Regions from separate parts of the Hordeum vulgare genome. Here region 1 is linked to region 2. Evidence: chromatin contacts called from public Hi-C data. All regions are on one chromosome and are shown on one strand. The core of a region is the stretch at or near the end of the contact, and the rest is flanking DNA. Distances in the headings are between cores, read along the strand shown.

Evidence for each region. A called contact is a pair of places that touch in the nucleus more often than the background predicts.
Region 1: a contact with region 2 is called in a Hi-C map of seedling, with 3 times the contacts expected there. The contact joins the enhancer-like site here to the promoter of LOC123443008 in region 2. A contact is called at or near these places in 2 of 6 Hi-C or Micro-C datasets (leaf and seedling) and 1 of 1 datasets of contacts at active chromatin or transcription factors (embryo).

The regions. Positions count from the first base shown.
Region 1 is chr3H:70,936,688-70,939,387 of MorexV3_pseudomolecules_assembly, reverse strand. No RefSeq gene overlaps it. Among protein-coding and RNA genes, the nearest start is that of LOC123443010, 31 kb to the left of the region's middle. Within about 2 kb of position 1,392, at least 3 of the 3 cell types and tissues checked have open chromatin away from gene starts, as enhancers often do. A contact at or near this core is called in leaf and seedling, where this site is marked.
Region 2 is chr3H:70,655,401-70,658,223 of MorexV3_pseudomolecules_assembly, reverse strand. It overlaps LOC123443008 (ABC transporter C family member 8-like), which reads left to right and starts at 1,371. Exons shown (of 12, transcript XM_045119217.1): 1 at 1,371-1,536; 2 at 1,665-2,823. The coding sequence starts at 1,527.

The sequences.
Region 1 (2,700 bases), core at 143-2,642, 280 kb before region 2:
CACAACCCTATAATTTGTTTGAAAATAAATATTAGTTGCATGAGTGAGCATACATGCATCATGTTAAATTCAAATAAATTTGTAACGGGGATGATCAAACCCTCGCATCAATTTTATACAAATAGATTCAACCTAAAGTAACTTTCAATAAATCCAAAATGATCGTTAGAAAAGTTCATAATTTTTAAAATAGGTGAAAGACTCTACAAAAAATGATGCAAACAATTCTAGGACATTTTTGTATTTTTGAATTAACTTATATTATTTTTTTAATTGGGGATTTTAATTGCTATAATTTTTTTAAATGCTCCAAATATTATGGAAATTATTGAGGGCCTCTAGAATAATTAATTTAGTGGCCCCAAATATTTTCAGGATTTTTAAGAAAAGATTTGGTATTAAAATCAAATCCAAATAATCACAAAAATAGAAAATAGAAAAATGAAAAATATAAAGAGGAGAGGCCACCTGGGCCACTTACCTGGCCGGCCTAGCCCAGGTGGCGAGCGCTAGTCGTCTCCCACCTCGCGCTAGAAGGACGCGAGGCACGTGGTCGCCGCACGCCGACCACCTCTTGTTTGCGTGCTCATCGGCAGAGGCTCCTAAAAGTGCCATGATGCCCACCCAGGGTCGTCTAGATCTCTCCCCTCCCTCCCTCGAGCTCTTCTCCCCCTGTGCTCGCTCTGTCACCCACCCGAGAGTGACCGTCGCCGCCGTTTGCTGCTACCACAACCACCGCCTCTGCCTCGCCCTGCCGTCGAGTCTATCGACTCCGCTTCGATGTATTGGAGCTCCAAGCTGAAGAACACGACCCCCGGAGGTCTGCAACATCGTCATCGACTCTTATTCCCCGAGATCGGCCGCCAGAACATCACCGTCGATTCCCCGCTCCGCCCATCCCCGAGCCCGCTGAGACCACCGGTCGATCCGCAATGAGCTCCCCCCGTTTCCCCTAACCCCACACCCTCGCGCGCGTCTCTAGCCTCTGTTCCCGCCATGGCCGATAGCTCCTCATCGGCGGCCATGTTGCCATCACGGCCAGGGCCCGGTCCGGCCGTATTCGAGCGACCGTCGAACTCCTCGTGCTCCTGAGAACCCATAGAGCATCACAACTGGCCTCCCCATGCCTTGTAGCCTCGCCTGCCTCATCCCCGTGCCGTGCCCGCTGTAGATGAGTTTGCCGCCATTAGCTCCGGCAACCCCTGCACCCCCCGTTTGCATTATCAGATGCATACGAGAAAGAGCTCCTCCCTGGTGCCCTCAGCTCGCCAAATGGACGCCAAGAGCGTAACTCCGGCAAACTTCTGCCGACGGATTGGTCACCGTTGGCGGAGCTTCGGTGTGTTGACATGCAACCATCATTAGGGTTCAAACCCCCTGCTAATTAACCACTCACAACCGCTGACACTGGGCCCCGTAGGTGGTCAAAGCCGGGCCAACAGGGGACTAACCCCTGGTTAGTCTCTGTTTCATTGACGTGTGGACCCCGCACTTCAGGTTTGACCTGGACCAGCCCTGTTGACCAGCTGACGCAATGATGACACAATGTTGATACAGTAATGCATTTTCTGGATTTGTTTTAATCCAAAACAATTAGGAAATTCCAGAAAAAGCTACAAACTTTGAAAAATCATAGTAATTCAACCCTAACTCCAATGAAAATAAATTATATATGAAAATTGATTAGACAAATATGAGGAATCTGTTTATGCCATGTTCATGCATGTTTGAACAAGTTAAAATCACCAACTAGGACAATTCATGATTAGGTAAATTTATTAATTAACATTTGGAGTTGGAATTCAAACTTGTTTGAACCCCACTTCAGTTAACTTGCTTAATTATCCCTCTAGGTAAATTCAGTACCTTAATTTGTCATGTCATACATCATGGTTTTGCATTGCATGAATTGAATGTGTTCCTTCTTCTTGTTTGTCGGTGTTCTTTCATGTCGGTACATGATGTTTTAGACGTTGTGATCGTTGGCAGCGATGAAGAGAAGTACTATCTTCAGAACTGTCAGGCAAACAACCCCCTTGAGCATACTTATATAAACCCACTCTCTCGCTCCTGCTCTCTTTTACCGCATTACGACAATAAGAACTCAATTGTTACCTGTTCTCGATAGTAGAACCCATTCCTTTGCATGAACTGTCCTTGTCATAGTAAATAGCTAAAACCACTTAGCATGAGTAGCAACTGCTTGAGCCTTGTTGTACTTACACATCCATGCTTGCTTACTGTGTCTGCTTTGCTTAGAGTCGTGTCAGGCCTGATCCATGTGGGCGATGAATCATAATGGATGTGTTCATGTCCTACTGTATGAGAGCTAAGTGTGTGAATCCGATTTGGTAAAGGTAGCGATGAGAGGCCATGTAGGAGCACATGGTGGCTTGTCTCACTTGGACCGTCCTTAAGAACTGAGTTATGTGTATGTGATCCAAGATATCTACTACCACAAGTTGGGTCGTGAAATATGACCCCGCTCGACTTATTAATCACCTTGATCCCTGTCCAGGAGTTGCAACTAGTTTCTGGTGTTTGTAGGACAAGTGTTGGCAGCCGTGTTTAGCGCTACTTGACGGGGTGGGCCTTAGTACGGTAGATGCATAGTGGCACAGTGTACCAAGTGGCACACGAACGGTGGGCTTGTGGAACGTTGCGCACATCGTTTGAGGTTGTAGAAGAAACTTTGACCAG
Region 2 (2,823 bases), core at 122-2,621:
TTAGCAGCATCGCTTTCTATGAGCAAGCGCTACTACTAAAGTTAACAGTAGCGCTGGACAGGGAAGCGCTATTGCTAACACTAATTACCAGTAGCGTTGTTCATACCAGCACTACTAATAGTGTTTAGCTGTAGCGCGATAGCAGTAGCGCTTGGCCCAGCGCTACTGCTATGTATATTTTCAGCGCTACTACTAGGGTTTTCCCTAGTAGTGTCCATCCGTGATCGGGTGACCTTGGGAGAAGCTCATGTGTTGCAAGCCCCTACGGGTTCCCAGTTTGCTCATGTGTTCACGGAAGTGCTTCCAACAGCCGTGTTTGAGGACTTCCGATTCAGTCTGAACATCCATCCGGACGGAGTTCCGACTGCGGCGGAGGGGGGTGTTAACGCGATCACTATTGTACATGTATTATTATTGTAACTGATCCCTAGTCTTCAGGATCCTAACCTCCTCTCCACGATGGTGTGTGTGCCTATCTCTACTCGCGACTCCAAGAAAGGGGGTTGGCCTATTTGTACCTGTAACATCAGCACATAATGATACACATTCATTTCTGCCCTCTCTCTCGTTTAGCTTTCTTTCCCTGCTATAAATTCTCCATTTCTCTATCCACTTCCTGTAACAATTGCATCTCAGTGAAAACAAAAGTGAGGCATTATGTCATTAGCATCTACATCAAAGTCACATTCTAATCTATTTTTTTCTGGCTAGGTACTTATCTCCTCCTCCCACATGCGCACTTTCCTCTGGTAACCACTACCTCCGGTAGCCTTTCTTGAGTCATCTTGTTTGTTTTTACTCTGTCCTCCCTCAGATGTGACGTGAGGCTCATCCTCATGTACAATAGTACATCACTCTTTTGAGCTTTCATGCTTTCATCATTACTTACTGCTCTCATCCCTTTCATCTCCCCAGGCTCACTATTTCCTTTGTCCTTGTCATTTTTCTCTCTAACAAGCACCTCCACAGCAATTTAAACTTTGAAAATCCCCCTTCAATTTCAAACAGCCTTTCAGTAGGTCCCTTTGCTGGATATCTCTACCCTCTATTTTAACTCTCACACATTCAAAAAGGAGGCCCCAGGAACAACCCCTGCCAATCTATCTCCACGACTCCTCTTTCCGAAACATTTAAAAAGAAACACCTTGCGTGTTCTTTGTCTTGCCGCTTGTTTTCCCATCTTTCCTGTCGCTTGCTATTGTCTTGCTCCTCACTGCCGTGCTGAGTTTACACGTCCAACCAACCCTCGTCCACAATATCGTCACGGCCGCCCGAAGTGGATCTAGTGGGACCAGCGTAGCAGGAGTTGTTAGCAGGACGCCACCGACATATCTGCGGAGATGCAGGGACCAGGGAACACGATTCATAAGTAACCACCTACAGCAAGGCCCCCCCGATGGAGTATCTCCGTTTGATTCCTTCCAGAGCTGAGCTGAAGCAGAGGACCACGTGCCACACGCGGCAAGCAATCTCAACCTCAACCTCAACTTGATACTAGAAACAGAAAGAACCGGAGGAAGCGGCAAATGGAGCAAGGTAGTCAACCAACCCCGGCGCCTCCTCGATCTCCACCCAGTCTCAGCTTTCCTCGATCCCGTGCGATGATCTCATCCCCTAGAACCCCATGCCCGTAATGCGCCAAAACCGATTTACCATGGTTGCAGGTACACCATATTTGCTTGCATCATCGGCAGCCTGCCAAGGAGGAGGAGGAGGAGGAGATCTCGCTCTAGCTCTGGAGCTGTGTTTCGGGCAGATGATCCTGATCGATCTCGTCAACCTTCTTCTCTCGGCCATCTACATCTCGAGCTTGCTGGTCGCCGCTTGCAAGAGGGAATTCAGGGCCGTCAGGGCGAGGGACCTTCCGTTCCCGTGCGCTCTAGCTTCCCCCTGCTGCGCGCTTCTTGGCATTGCGTGCGTCTGCCTGGGACTGGGAGCATGGGGCTCCTCCCCCCACGGAGCACCGCTCTTCGTGAGAGGCTTTGTGTGGGCGTCCCTGTCGGTTTCCCTGGTCGTCCGTCCGACGAGGTTCTCCGGAGCTCTAGCGATGGCGTGGTGGGCGGTGGACGCTCTTCTCATCACGTCCAGCAGTTTGGAGAAGATTGCGACGGGTGGACATCTGGGAGTTCTTGACGTGCTGTCGTGGGCCGTGGGCTTCTTGCTTCTGATGAGCGCGATCCGAGTTTGCAGACGCTTCACCGGTGCCGCCGCCGCCGGCGGCGATGGAGGCGGCGCGGAATCCGAGCCTCTCCTTGCGGCGGGAGGCGGGGAGAGGCGGGCGGCGTTCGGCGAGGCCGGATTCTTCAGCCGCCTGACGTTCACGTGGATGGACTCGCTCCTGCGCCTTGGGTACTCCAAGCCGCTGGACCTCGGCGACATCCCGCCGCTCGACGCCGACGACGCGGCGGCGGAGGCGTGCCGTAAGTTCCTCGGGGAGTGGCATCGGCGGAGGAGGGAGTCGCACAAAACGACCAATCTCGTGCTCCGGGTGCTCGCCGAGTGCCACAAGAAGGAGCTGCTCCTGACGGCGCTCTACACGTTGCTACGCACACTGTCCTTCGCCGCGTCGCCGGTGATGCTCTACTGCTTCGTGTCATACTCCAATCGGCAGGAGCAGGAGCGGGATCTTGGCGCCGGAGCCGGGCTCATCGCCGGCCTTCTGGGCATGAAGCTGGTGGAGTCGCTGTCGCAGAGGCACTGGTTCTTCGGGTCGAGGCGGCTGGGCATGCGGATGCGCTCGGCCCTCATGGCCGCCGTCTTCGAGAAGCAGCTGCGGCTGTCAAGCGAGGGTCGAGGGCGGCACTCGTCCGGCGAGATCGCGAA